Linked DNA regions of Mus musculus: region 2 is linked to region 1. A link is a contact called in public Micro-C data. All regions are on one chromosome and are shown on one strand. The core of a region is the stretch at or near the end of the contact, and the rest is flanking DNA. Distances in the headings are between cores, read along the strand shown. Region 1 holds the start of Proser2 (proline and serine rich 2). Region 2 overlaps Usp6nl (USP6 N-terminal like).

Region 1 (7,305 bases), core at 534-3,033:
TGACTCTCAGTGGATGGGAGAGCTGGAGGACCCTATGCAGGCTGGAGACCCTGCGCTTGAACCCTTGCCTGCCTCCAGCTTAGTGCTTGGAATTATGGGGGTGGGGAGGTGATAGGGAAAGGATGGGGAAGCCTTCTGTGTAAAAATAAAAAAAATAATAATGCTTGCCTAATTAACTAGCATGTAGATTAAAGTGCTTTGTAAACATTAATTAAAGATGCAGGGAGTTAGGCGAGGCCAGTGTGTTATTAGAGAAAAAGTTTTCTTCCCTTTAATCAGGTACTTCTTCTTCCTGGGGAAGACCAAGGTATGATCTCAGGACTGAGGAATTGGGCTCAGCCCTGTCAGCTGCCTGTAACCCAGTCATTTGTGTGGCCAGCCACTTCCTTCGCTTTCCATTAAATGGGGAAAATGCAAACATTTAGGGGGTACAGGTTGTCATTCGAGCCACACCAAGCATTACAGTGAATAAAATCCATGGCCCTGGCTTTCTCGCTGAGAACATTAGCTTCTGCCCGGTTGGGAAAGGCTGCCACAACAATGAGCTATTACTATTAGCTACTCAGAAATGTTCCCCCCGGTGGTAAAGATATCCCAACAATCAACAGGATCAAAACCGGGGCCTTTCTTCAGCCTCGTCGACCTCAAAAATCCCTCTCTGTAAAATAACCATAAGAAGTCAAAGGACCTGGCTGGCCAAGAAAATGGCTCATTGGATTGAGGCACTTGCCCTGAGCCCTGAACTCTGACCCTCGTGAGGGCAAGAGAGGACCAGCTCCTGAAGGCTGTCGGCTGACCTTCACTTTTTGAAGCATCTCTCTCTCTCTCTCTCTCTCTCTCTCTCTCTCACACACACACACACACGAATGAAGGAATGGATGAGTGGATGAATGAATGAATGAATGAACCAAAAGAAACAAAATCCTCAAAAAAAAGCAAGAAGGATTTTGACATTTTTCATGACAAGCAAATGATAAATATTTAAGGAGCTGGCCATGTTTACTCTGCTAAAAACCCTGTTCAGTGTGCACACATATGGGAACATCACATAAGTAACTCACATATGGACAATGCTTACAAGTTCATTAAACATGAATAGAGCTTGGCGTGGTGGCACACGCCTTTAATCTCAGCCTGCATTGGCTCTCTCTGAATTGGAGGCCAGCCTAGTCTACATAGTGAGCTCCAGGCCAGCCAAGGCTACATAATGAGATCCCTTTTCAAAAAAACAAAAACAAAGAAAGACTTAACCCCACGACCCCACAAACATTGTCTAAATGAATTAAACAAAATAATGTATGTTATGTGTCTTGTTTGAAAGTATACGTATTTCATAAATAACAGTCATTATTATTAAATGAAAATAATCTCTTCAGGATATTGTTGTTGGATGCCTGTAATCTCAGAAGTCAGGAGGCTGAGGCAGGAGGATCATGAACTTGAAGCCATCCTACATAATGAAATTCTACTTTAAAACAACAACAACAACAACAACGAAACTCTCAAAGTTAGTGGTGGAGTTGCTGGAGAAGTCCCTTCTTATTCAGGACTTCAAAAGCACATTGGTATTACGATTGCTCATGCTCAATTCAGTCTCACAAGTAGACCGAGAAGGCCTGACAGGCACAGCCAAGGGCTTTGGGCGCTGGCCCTTTAAGTATCGCGGGGACGCGCAGACTACCTCTGGCCGACTGGAGTCCGGCCGCCAGGAACGCGCGGCAGAGGTGCAGAGCGCTGGGCGGCGGAGCGCGCACGGCCGCCGAGAGCGCGCGGCGGGGAGGTGCTGGACGCCCTGGGGAGCGCGCTCCAGGCAGCCCGGGACGATCGGCGTGCGTGCGTGCACGACTTGCTGGCCGGAGGACGGCGTGAGCCCCGAGGGTCTCAGTCGGCGTGGACACCTGCGACCCGCGGAGGGGACTTGGCTCGGTGAGTTCCGCCCTACTGAGCGAGGCCAGGCCAAGCGCGGGACACCGGGAGCGGCAGCAGCTGTCGGGATCATCCAGGGCTCCCGGTCCGGGTCTTGGTAACTGGGGAAGCCCTTTGCGCGCAGCTGGGGCTCTGTCGTCGCCGAGGTCAGTGCCACCGGTTGGCCTCCATCCTGGGGCTTCGGGGATCGCGACGTGTGGCTTTTCACCTAGGGGTTTTCCCGAGAGCGAGAGTGGCTCGTGGCGTGTTGTCTGAGTTGAGTCTTTGGTCCCTTACCTTTCCTGGAGCGGACTGCGCGTGAGGACCGTGTCCTTTGCGAGGCTGAAACCCGGAGATGGCCAGAGCCACCTGTTAAACCAGTATCCTGAGCGAATCCTTCGGCAGGTTTTCCATGCCCCCGCCGGTTCCCCGCAGGTAACTGAATCGCGCGGGGATGTTTGTGTGGGTCTGCCGGGAGACCTGGGACGGTAGGGTTAGAAAGACCGAATATGTGGCTAATGAGACAGGGCTTAACAAAAGGCAGTCAAATAAACTGCAGCGTTTCCCTGAGACGGAAAGTTTCTCAACTTTTGTTTTACGGATTCTAAATTTAAGTAACTAACCCCCTCTAGGCACCTAACCACAGGACAACTCTGCCTGAACCTATTTGGTGCAAAGGAGACAATGAAGAGGGGTTTGTGTGTGTGTGTCCCCCTAAAGAGTAAAACTTTCGAGTCCCGCTGTGGGAAGATTCCCTCTGGCTCCAGTTTTAATAGATAACAACAAGAAGCTTTGTCCTAGAACGATCTAGAAATACCAAACCAGGTATTAAGTGTAAACTCTGGGAAGTGCTTGAAGGACAGACTCTTAGGAAAAATAATTTTCTGTGAGGTGCTCCAGTGTGTACTAAAACTTTGCCCTCATATTCCATGCCTGAATGTTCCAGATTGTTTTCCTAGGTGGAGGAGGTACTTTCGTTGGTGCGGCCAATGGTGCGGCCAATGTGGAAATACAAACAAATGCCCTATTTACTTGGGGCTGGGTGGGAAGGGTGGAAGTCGGGCTACGATCTTTCTTGCCAGGCTTGACAGCGTATGTATGGAATCTTCTGTATTTTCTTGCCCAGACCAGTAATAGCCTTTTTCTCGGTGACTGGTTCCTTTTAACAGTGACTCCAGTGAGCTTCTCACTGGAAAATTTTGGATCCTGATAATTTAAAAGCATTTTTCTCCTCTCACAGAAAACAGAAATTTGAAATTAGAATAAGTGGCAGTTATAAAGATGGGCTGTGTTTTTTGAAACTGAAGAGCCCCGTGGCACTTCGTTGAAGAGGGATTGGCCTGTTTTAATGCAGGCGTGGTGTGGCCCTCAGTTCCTTCATCCTTACATTTGTGGTCTCTTTCACCAGCTTCAGTGTTCTGAGCCCTGACTTGCGAATGCACATGCAGAATTTCTAGATAAGAGCCATATGGTCCAAACTGATTAAACCAGATCTGGTAATCCTGCCTTCGCCAGTGGCTGATGAGACACCTGGCCTCGGCTCCAAGGTTCTGAGACACCTCAGGAGCCTACAGTTGGCACCTTATGTTGATCTGAAGATCAGCTCAGGTAACTGATAGAGGCAGAGGACAGCCTTGAAACCTGAAGGGAGGACGTGGACGCTCTGGGTGGAGCAGAGCCCAGCACAGGAAATCCTCTGGAACAAAAAGTTGGAGTGTATCTTCTCTGAGCTGTTATGGGATGGATGCCAGCGGCCTCGGGGCCATTTGTAGGTGCCAGGGGAATCCTAGCAATCCTAGCAGCATCACAGAACTTGAGTGCTTTGACGGTCAAGGGCAGCATTTGTTTCTTCTTGGGGGTTCAGTGGTGGCTTCCTCATGGGTGTCCAACAGAGATGGCTCCCTGTCCAGTCTCTGAAGGCCTCTTGAGCATGCTGAGATGGCCTTCTCTTTGTATAGTGGCATCCCTGATAATGGCTTGTCTGTATGAACCACAGTGAAGTTTCTCCTCTCAGTAAAGCCCTTGCTTCCTCCCAGGGTTACAGCATCAATCTTGAAATTTGAGAGAATTTAACGAAAGATAGTGTTGTACTCACGGTCTGTGCAGCCTAACAGCCTATGTTTCTGGAGCAGAATCTGGTAGGTCTTTTTGAATGCCTATCACCATACTAGATACCTTGGTGCCGGAAAACCCGATTCTCATTCATCACTCTCTCCTGCCTGTCAGATTTTAGCTGATGCTGCTCTTGAACTTGATGCCTGGCAGAGGATCACCTTGAACTTCCAGTCCACCTATCTCTACCTCCCAAGTGCTGAAATGATTCTCATTAAGAAAAAAGAGTCTATTACATTTATTTGTGTGTGTGCATGTGTGCACATATATGTGCATGTGCCACAGTGCCCATGTAGAGGTCAAAGGACAATTTACATGGATGGGTTCTCTTTTTCCACCACGTGAGCCTCTGGTGTAGAACTCAGGTTGTCACATTTGGTGGCAAGCACCTCCACCCACTGAACCATTTCACCTGTTCAGTTATCATTTTTAATATAGTAAAATATAAAGTATATACATCTTAAAGTCTACTAAAGTGCGACACTGAGTATATTAATAGTGGTGTGTAGCCATCACACCTGTCTGATTCTAGAACTTTTCCATCACCCCTCCCCATTAAACAGTCTCCCTTCCCCCCAGGGGAATGAATACCCATTCATTAGTGGCCCCTGGTGGCCACTAACCTGCTTTCTGTTTCTTGGTTTGCCTATTCTCATACAGATGGAATTGTAAAGTATTTGGCCTCTGCAGTTTCAAGATTTGTCAGCAGCATATTGGTCCTTTATCCCCGCCCCCTTTTTTTGAATACACTGTGTTCCATCACATGTGTAGACCCCGTGTTGCTTGTTGAGGTCATCCTAGTGGTAAGAAGTCGTATCTCCTTGTGAGTTTGATTTGCAGTTGCTAATGACTAACAGTGTTGAGAAGTGTGCTAACTGGCAGGACGCGACGTGTGAGCATGCGCATGTGTGTGTGTGTGTGTGTGAGAGAGAGAGAGATGGGGAGTATATACACATAAGAGGTGGGGGGGGGCGGTGTCTAGTGTCTTCCTCAATCATTTTCTTTTCTTTCTCTTGTTATTGCTTCAGACTGTGTCCCTCTCTTTCCCTTTGGACCTGGAGCTAGGCTGGCTTGCCCACTGAGCTCCAGATAGCCTCCTGTGTCTTCCTCCCCCAGCCCTTCATGCTGTGGTTAGAGATGTGTACCAATGTGGCCAGCTTTTCCGAGGATGCCTGGCGGGCACTTTTCTAACTGTGATTTCTTCCCAGTCCTCATCCCCAGTTTGTTTGCTCCTGGTCAACCACAGCTTGACAATATTACCTGAGTACCGAGAGGGGGCACAGTCATGTGGCTGTTATTTCAGCATATTGTTTTAATCACTCTGTCGTTAATGATCTCTTACTGCGCCGAATTTATTTATAAGTTGAATTCTATCATTGAATATATGCGTACACAGGAAAAACGTTTCCTATGGGGTTCAGTGTGCTGCTCTGTAACGTGCATTTGTTGAGGTTCTTGGAGCGTGTCCTCTGCAGCTGAGGAGAAGGCTGCTGAATACATCATTATTTATTGTTTTTATTTTGCTTTATTTATTTGTGTGGGAGAAAGGTGTATTCATTGTCATGATGAACATGCAGAGGTCAAAGGGCAATTTGGGGAGTCAGTTCTTTTCTCTCACTGTGAGCTCTGAGGATTGCACTTGGGTCAGCAGGCTTGCTCTGCGAGTATTTTGACAGCTGTTCAGCCATCTTTCTCTACGTCATTAGAGAAGTTCTCTCCTTCGTTCCTTTTGCATTCCTGTGAGCCAGACACCTAAGAGAACAACTCAGAGGTGCCAAGTTTAATTTGGTGCCAGTGCACATGAGCAGAATATCATGGCAGCAGAGTCTGCTGGAGGTGGACAGGAAGCAGAGAAGGAAAGAAAAAATGGAGAGTAGGAAGGGCCCTGGGACAAGATACCCACAAGAACCTGCCCCTGCGACCTACTTCCTGCAGCCGGGCCACACTACCTGATGGTCACAGAAACTCCCCAAATAGCCTCACCTGCTGGGAACAAAGCTCCCAACACTGGAGCCCTGTGGAGACACTCAACGCCTGTGCAAATTGTGGTTCTGTTTTGTTTCAGTTTTTTTAAGTCACCAAAACCATGCATGGGACTGCAGTTTGTGGATCGGGTTCTCTCTCAACCCTTTGTTCTGTTGTGGGCTGTTTTGTTTTTCCACTTTCTCTTTGAAAGTACTTCTCTTTCTCAGGGGCCAATTGTCTGACTAGTGCTATGAAATACTTAATCTTCTACCTGTCTACCTGTCATCTGAAACCCTGGGGTGTTCATCTGTTTCTTCAGTAGTTTTTGTAGATGTGGCTGAGCCCTAAAGTAGTCACTAGGCAGACAAACAGATATGTACAGATTACAAATCTTTATTTTATTCGTTTGTTTGCTTGAGACAGAGTTTCTCAGTGTAGCAGTCTTGGCTGTCCTGGACTTGCTCTGTAGGCCGGGCTGGCCTCGAACTCACAGAGATCCATCTGCCTCTGCCTCCCAGTTGCTAGGATTAAAGGCGTGGGCCACCATCGCAGGCTACAAATGTATTTCTAAACTGGACAGGCAAGGAGAGAGAGCCACATTCCATTGGGACTCAGGAGCCCCACAATTTGGGCTTCATCACCAATAGCTGTGTGACCCTGAGGTTCCCCACTCGGAGCTTTGGTAACTGGGTTCCCGATCTGTAGTTTGGGATAGGAGTGTGACCTCTCTCTCAGGGCCTCTGTAGGCCTTGAAATGCAAGACTAGATTATTAGTTCTCTCCTGCTTCCCTTTACAAACTCGGTTCCCACTGATGGTTTAATAGTTACTTTGTACACATTGATTATAAGCTTTTTTGTACATATTGATTATAAGCTGGGAGGGGGTTGCATTTAGACTCAAACAGTGGCCCTTTGCTGCCTTCTGAAATGGGACATTGTTTTTTTCCGGAAAGCTTCAGAGGAGTGAAAGTTTGAATGAACCCCTAGGTTCCTCTTACATGGGGCTGGGTGTGGAGTGGTTCGCAGAGTGCTTGCACAAAGTGCTGCTTGTAGTGGGGGGTGGGGGGCCTGTGATCTCAGTGCTACAGAATTAGAGGCAGTCCAGTCGGAAGTTCAAGGTCATCTTCAACTACATATCAAGGCCAAGGCCAGCCTGGGCTACATGAGACTCTGTCAAAAAAAAAAAAAGCCCTCTCTCTCATGCACAGCACATTAGGAATTGTTCTAGAAATTTCGATTAAAGAAAATAAGAAGCTGTGCAGTAGTGGTGCACACCTTTAATCCCAGTGCTCGGGAGGCTTTCAGATTTCTGTGAATTCAAGG
Region 2 (7,894 bases), core at 2,235-4,734, 270 kb before region 1:
CCATTAAGCATGATTTTCTTTCTTCTATACATATAAGAAAATATACCAGGGCTGGAGAGATGGCTCAGTGGTTAAGAGCACTGGCTTCCAGAGGTTCCGAGTTCAATTCCCAGCAACCACATGGTGGCTTACAACCATCTGTAATGGGATCTGATGCCTTTTTCTGGTGCATCTAAAGACAGCTACAGTGTGCTCATATTCATAAAATTAATAAATAATTCTTTTTTAAAAAAGAAAAAGGAAAGAAATTATAGCTTGGATAATCTCTAGTGTAGTTTAGACTTCTATGTTAGTTGAGCACTACAGACAAAGCTCAGAGCATAATTGTGAGGGAGTTCTGGATTACATTAACTGGGGTTGGCTGGGGTCTGAATCTGAATAAAAAAGGCGAAAGTGACTGGAGTCTCAGGGTTCATCTCTGCTGTGAGTGGTCTATGATGACGCTGAAGACTGCACTCAGGTCTCACACACTGACCATAGCTAAGTTATAGACCCTCCATTAATAGTCCTCTGCTGTGGAGTTGAGCAACTTCCCGGTTGGTGATCACCTGAAGTGCTCAAGAGATTCTCATACTCAAGGAGGGCAAGGAACCTCTGTCCCTTGGTTCCAACCCCATGCACATGTATTCCATTTGGCTGCTCCTCAGAGGACTGTTTTTAGTAAATGGATCTAGTAAGTGCGGCACTTTTGTGAGCTGCTCCAGCTCCCCAAACAGTCGTGTGAACCTTTGATTTGGCCTCAAGATGCCTAACAGTGCAGACACGGAACCTGAAGAGGCCACCTCCTGTAGCCAGGCAGGACCCCACTCACCCATAAAAATTTCAACCCAAAATTTGTCCTGTCTAAAAGAAATGCAAGGACAAAGATGAAGGAGAAACAGAAGGAATGGCCAACCATTTAACTGCCCCAACTTGAGACCCATCCCATGGGCAAGCAGCAATCCCTGATACTATTAATGATATTCTGTTATGCTTACAGACAGAAACCTAGCATAATGCCCTCTGAGAGGCTCCACCCAGCAGCTGACTGAAACAGATGCAGAGACCCACAGCCACACATAGGACAGAGGTCAGGGACCCTTGGGAAAACGGAGGATTGAAGACCCTGAAAGGGATAGGAACCCCAACAGAGTCAACTAACCCGGATCTAAGGGAGCTCTACGAGACTAAGCCACCAACCATACCCAGGCTGGACTGAGGCCCCTAGTACTACACATGTAGCAGAGGACTGCCTTGTCCTGTGTCAGTGGGGAAGGATGTGCCTAACCCAGAGACTTGATGCCCCAGGGTGGGGAAATAAACCAGGGGCCACCCTCTCAGAAGTAAAGGGGAAGGGGGGAAGGGGATGGGGCAGCATTTGGGATGTAAATAAATAATTAATCAAGAAATTCAGCTGGGCACTCAATCTGCTACTAAGTAGCAGGTCTGTGACAACTGTCCACTGAGGAGAAACTCCAACATCTGAGGTGCTCCATAGTGTGCAAAGCATGACAGTAGTACACATTTTGGTCCTCCCATGTCCTACAGTAAGGACGTGTGAGTAAATGCTGCTGGGAGTCACCCATGCCTGGATCTCACCAGCAGAGGTCAGGAGAGGATAAGAAGAACAGGAGACCTGGCCACTGCAATGTGCGGTCACTTAGCAGTAAGCCTGGATGCAGGGTAAAACGAAGGCGTTCTTCAGAAGAAATAAAGGAGGACTGGCCAGATGGCGGAGGGTAAAACACTGGCCATCCACCACGCCTGACTGGAGTCTGACCTTCAGGACTCACACAGTGAAGGAAGAAGAGAACAAACCGCTCACTGTAAGCTGTCCTCTGACCTCCACATGCCCACCACAGTGGCACATGTGCACATATGCATGTATATGCACACACAAACAAAATAAAAAATTTAAAAATGGAAGGCTTTCATATTTTATATATTATGCAAAATACTGCACTGCATTTCATAGCTTTAGCTATGAAAATTCATAGTTTTATATACCCTTTCCTCCTTATTAAAAACATCAATAAGCTCAAGGAAATAATATAATCCATTATTAATATTGTTCTCTACTGGATAAATATAATGAGTGTGTTTGTTTATTTGTTTAAGTGCCTATTTGGGGGAACCCAAATTACTTTGCAAGCATCACATCAATCCTTTTGGGAGGGAGGATCACTGTCCCTATTTTAAACGGGAAACGCCCTACTATAGACCAAAACAGATGGGCAGAGCCACCATCACCTGCCAAGACAGATATCAGCACACTAGACTTCCTAAGCACCAAAGAGCACAGCTTCAGCTGCACACTGCAGAGTGGAAACTTCAGCAGGGCAACAACTCGTCCTGACCTAACTCAATGACAATGTACAGATAGATCTTTATCATGTGTCTAGCAACGGCAGAGCTCGGCCACTCGGTATAGGCGGACACTAGAGAATGCTAGTTTCTAACCTTAGACTACTTTGCCTGAGTCTAAGTTTATGTGTGTGTTTGTGGGGGGGGGGGGTATCAGACCACAGACCTGGTAAAATAACAGGCAGAGTCAGAGCCACAGGTCACCAAACCTAACAACCTGAGTTCAATCCCCAGTGCCCATCTGGTGGAAGGAGAGAACCAACTCTCACATGTATGCTGTGAACACACACACACACACATTTATGCAAGCATCACAAATGCAGGAACAAATATTCGAGACAGTCATCTAATAAGCACGTGCAGTGTGTGAAAGAACAAAGCACTGGAGCCCTCTGTCCCCCAGGAAAGGGCTGACAAGTAACTATACAAACAGTCCTCACTTTACTAGTGTAAGATGAAGAGGGTTTCAGGCCTGCTAGCCTACAACTCTCTATGGAGACCAGATGACCTCAAGCTCTACTATTTGTGCCTCTCAAGGCCTGTGAGATGCTGATAGCAGACAGGCAAATGAATGCTAAGATTTAATGAGCCCAGCCCCTGGGACCTGTTCTGAAACAGGCAGCCCTGACCCGCCACTGAGGACACAGGCACTAGATCACTACATAAACACCTGGAGTTCTCTATGCTAATGAAGTATCTAGATAGCTTCCCCCACCCCATCCCACCCCGCCCCGTAATGAACTTCTCTTCCGGGGAATTCCTTCCCAAAAAGGGTATTTAATCCCCGGTTCACCCAGAATAAAGTGTGTACATTCACACCCACCATCAAATAAACCAGTATGAATAAGTGGATCGCTGCAAGGAAGGCCTTCATCTTAAAGAGCCCCACCTAGAACTCCAGAGGAAGGCCTTCTCTCCTGCAGCCCCTCCAAACTCTGGAATCAAACCAGGCTCCATCCATCCCAGGCTCCACTTTTCCCCTCTCTGTCTGGCAGGTGCCCAGAGAAAAGGGCAGACCTGTGGATCCCAGTTCCCTCCCTCGGTGCTAGGCGGTACGCGGACAGTGCTAGGGTAAGCAGAGAGGGGCCTGGAAACCGCTGCAGACTCCCTGCTTTGCTAGGCGCTGCGCGGACAGTGCTAGGGTAAGCAGAGGGGGACCTGGAAACCGCTGCAGACTCCCTGCTTTGGATTTTGCCCTGCCTTCTCCGGAAGGCCTGCAGGCTGTGCTCTGGGCACCCCAGAGAAACAGGGCACGGTAGGACACTCAAGTGCTTAGATTAAAGGCATTTTAAATAAATTATTAAGGTATACATAGATTACTTTTTAGTGGTTCTCAATTATATTAAGCCTTTAAACAAGAAATTAATTAATTAAACGCATACTTGCACTGGATAAGAATTTTATTATACAGCTGAGTCTTATTTTAAAAAATTAAGCAAGCTTAGTTTTCAAGTATGTACCTTTTGCTAATCTGTCTTGCATTTCTTTTTTATTGGCATATTTCTTGACTAATAATCTATTTACTAGCTGGAAGACTCTAAGGATTTCTCAACCAAAAAAATTACAAATAGTGAAGGAGAGAGAAGTCAACACTAGATTAATACATTTTTATTTTGCCAAATCAATTAAGCTTTGTTTAAAAACAAACAATTTCAATTCTCTTCTCCCTAACCTTTCAAATGTAGGACACTGCAACAATTGCAGACTCTGTGTTAGCTTCTAAGTCAACATGCTTAATGCTATAATGAAGGATAACAACAGCCTAGTGTGAGAAACAGAGGGAGGGAGCGATCCTCAACATAAGTAACACATGAATGTGCAGACTCTAGAGAAAGGGAAAACAAAACAGACAACATGAGAGGAGGGGGAGGGGAGAGGGAGGGGAAGAAAATGAACACAAGGGGTAGAAGTTTCCAAAATTAGGTTAGATGACCAAGGACAGCCACATTCTATAAGTGACACTTGGATAACTTCTTGGAGAATGTAAAAGGGCTGAGCCTTGAAGCTGCTTTGAGGACAGCCAAACCCCACGAGAGAAGAAGCCAGTGGGACAGCCTTGCAGAGGGGCTCTGCTTCCCGCTCACACTCAGGAGACACCAGAGCTCAAAGAGTGGAGGTCATACAAGGGTAGAGAGTAAGCCACCCCTGCGCTCTGAGGACCATTCTTAACCCTTGAGTTTACTGCAGATGGAACAGGTTCTGATCAGAAAGTGTCAGGTTCTTAACCCATTTTAACAGGATCATTTTAATCGTTCACTGAATAGTAAGGCTAAGAGAAAGGGGATAAAGACTAAGGCAGGAAGACAGGAGGCTCCAGAGGAGAGCGAGGGACAGGGGAGCACAAGTGGAGAAGACACCTGGAGGCAGAGCTCACAGCACTGGCTAAGAGATGAGACGGGGTCGGAAAGTTTCAGACTCAAGAGAGAGCTGAGAAGACTATGGACTGGAGTCTGGAGGAAGGAGCCAATCTGAGGACCAGTATTAGGCCAAGGAAAAGATCAACATTCAGAATCTTAAAGTATGGTTGGTTTTTTTGTTTGTTTGTTTGTTTTTTGGTGACACAGAGGGCAGGAGAGAGGGAGGGAGAGTGGAAGGGAGAGAGGGAAGGAGGGAAGGAAGGATGGAAGGAGAGAAGGAAGGAGGGAGGGAGGGAGGGAGGAGGAAGGGAGGGAGGGAGGGAAGGAGGGAGGAAGACTACTGTAAGAGGGGTTAGAGACCATCTATAATGGCTACAATAAAATTTGAGGTGAAAGAAAAGATGAAGCTGAGGAAGGGGTCCTGTGGTGGTATCAGTGGGTCAGGATACAAGAAGTGGCAGGCAGAGGCTTGTTACTCTGTTATATTGCTGTTAAAAGTCCTGTCAAAGCCTCTTGGCTACGGCTATTACCAGAGAACCCAGCAGCCTAGCAGCTGCCTGAAAAAGGTGTTCACAGGTGGTCTTCATAGATGGAAAATAAAAATTCTGTTCACATCTTAAGGTTTTGCTACAGTTTTGATTTTTCAGAAAATTTTGATTTTTTAATTAATTTTTAATTTCATCTGCATTGTCTGAAGCTCAGCTCCCATCCTCAGAATACACAGAAACAAAATACCTTCACTTTCCATTCTCCGATTCATTTTAGGAGAGAAGGGGGAAGAGTAAGGAAATTCTAAGCAGCTGAAACTTCCCGTCCCTACTTCTCACGCACACCCAGGCGGAGAACCAGCTCCTCACTAAGTAGAGTGAAGAAATGTTTCAAGAAAAGCGGACAGGTTTACTGTGCCACTTGTCCTAGTCCTTAGAACGCTAACGTAGTTAACTGACCACAGGAAATGCTTCAGTCATGGCTTGGGGGAAGCTGGACAGAATCTCAGGGACAGTTGCTTTCTCAGAGCTACGGGTCTACAGTGCTGCTTTAGTATCCAGAGGGCTCGTAGGATGCTTGGGACGCTGTACTTGCAATGACTCACTGCTGTACCCAGAGATTACTGTAGCTGCCGGGCCTCCCTCGGAAGCTTCTTTTTTACAGTGGAAGGTGATAAACAGAGACTCACAACTGTTCGAGGTGTAGAGAATAGGAATTATGCCCTAAATGGAACATCTATCCCGCATCCCCTCCTCCAAGGCTCAGATACGATGATGGAAGAGTATAAGAGCCAGAGATGGTGGGTATTATAAGGAAATGATTTTCTAACTCTCTCAGCAGTTGTGACAGCATGCATGATGAGATCTACACAGGTTAAGCCAGACAAAATCCCATCATGGAGAGGGAGGTGGGCAAGAAGCCACACCCAGTTGCTAGCTAGGAAGCTATTGGCAGCTGATAGCTGTTGGGAGGGGAGAGACCATTTTCTTTAAGGGCTGACCATTCTCCAATAAGGCCACACATCCAAGAGTATGCAGGCAGCCAAAATTTGATGGGTTTAAAAACAAAAAGAACCCAAAGCTGAGTGGGTAGGGAAGGAGGGAGGGGCGAGAGGAAGGAGTGACCAAAATACACTGTGTGGACAGCTCAAAGAACTAGCAAACGCTGAGGGAAACTAGCCAAACAGAAACCATTGATGGTACGCATGCCTACTCGATGTGGATGGATGGACAGACAGACGGACGGATGGGCAGATGAAAGTTCCTGCCACAGAGAGGCTATTTCATACAGGTAGAATTTGAAGCTGGCGCTGAACATTTTAGAATACTATCTTTCTTCTTACTTTTAAAGAAAAATGAGAATTTCATAAATCCTCCTAAACCCATTTCATGCTTATTCTGGTTACTTTCTTAAGAGTGGTATCATTATGGTCAAATTCTGACGATGCCAGCCACATACAATACAGCACTCAAAAATGACAAAGGCAGATTCTATTCCTCTTGAGGCAATTCATCAATCAATAACTACAAATAAACAAAGAACCACACTTACCCGGTCCGCAGCTGCATTATGGTATGGGAGCTCCTCCTCACTGCAGAGAACAACAACAAACACGGAATGGTTGAGATCAGAGCTTTGTTTTGTTTTGTTTTGTTTTTCCGAGACAGGATTTCTTCCTATGTCATTCCTGACTCTAGAGAGATGTGTGCTTCCCGTTTCTACTCCACCAGATTCAACAGAAAATCCACCTGGTCTATTGTCGCAACATGCCTCACTTAAACACAGCGGTCACCAGCCTACAGGGAACAATTCAAAGTCTGTCTCACTACAACAATCGGACCACACAAAAGTCATGTATCAAGAGGCTGCCATACTCAACATTTCTATTATGGCAGCCAGTTCTGTTTTGAACAATCCTAGACCAGGGTTCAGTCACAGCAAACAGTAAATGTTTTAGGCTTCGTGAATCACAGCCTTTCTCATAGCTACTCCACCTCGACTGTACTGGGATGCCAGTCCTCACACATTAGGTAAAGGGAGCTCCACACAACTTCTACCAAACTAAGTGGCAAACTAGACACTAACATTAACATAAAGAAAAGAACCGAAGCTAGGCCTGGAGGGCCAGGACCAAAACCCCAGCTAATCAACAACTGCCTGGGTTGTCAGTGAGCTCAAAGCCTATATGGGCAACTTAGTGAGACCCTGTCTTGAAATAAAAATGTAAAATCAGAGTTTGGAAGTCCAGAAGAGATGGCTCAGCTTGTAAAGTGCTTGCTACACAAGAAAGAGGACCAGAGTTCAATCCTTAGCAACCAACACACACAAAGGTATGGGAGATTCACCGGGAAGGCACAGGCAGATCTCTGGGGCTCACTGGCCTGCCGGCCAGCCGGCCAGCCTAGTCTAACTGGCTGGATTACAAGGTCCAATGAGAAACCTACACTTGTAGAAGGAAAAAAATGATGGCTTCTGAGAAACATCCAAGGTTACCTCTGGCTTCTACATGCATGCATACACACATGTGAACATGTGTACACATGGACTCATATATTTGACTGACTGTGTGCATCCCTCACACAGAGATGCTGAAGGTGTAACTCAGTGGTAGGGTGTGGTATGTGCCTGGCATGAGTGGAGCCCTAGGTTTAATTCCCAATATCAGAAAAGAAAAGAAGAGAAAAGAGAAGAAAAATTGGCTTCCA

The links. Hi-C and Micro-C count contacts between places; a contact is called where the count stands out from the background.
Region 2: a contact with region 1 is called in a Micro-C map of embryonic stem cells, with 2.3 times the contacts expected there. The contact joins the enhancer-like site here to the promoter of Proser2 in region 1. A contact is called at or near these places in 1 of 39 promoter capture datasets (the C10 cell line), 2 of 484 Hi-C or Micro-C datasets (embryonic stem cells and nephron progenitors), 1 of 115 datasets of contacts at active chromatin or transcription factors (microglia) and 3 of 9 other capture datasets (adipose tissue, embryonic stem cells and liver).

What each region holds. Positions count from the first base shown.
Region 1 is chr2:6,124,663-6,131,967 of GRCm38.p6, reverse strand. Proser2 (proline and serine rich 2) reads left to right here and starts at 1,783. Exons shown (of 4, transcript NM_144883.4): 1 at 1,783-1,926.
Region 2 is chr2:6,399,166-6,407,059 of GRCm38.p6, reverse strand. Usp6nl (USP6 N-terminal like) reads right to left here. Exons shown (of 15, transcript NM_001080548.1): 5 at 6,741-6,780. Among named protein-coding and RNA genes, the nearest start is that of Gm13388, 34 kb to the left of the region's middle. Within about 2 kb of position 3,484, at least 62 of the 459 cell types and tissues checked have an H3K27ac peak or open chromatin away from gene starts, as enhancers often do. A contact at or near this core is called in embryonic stem cells, where this site is marked.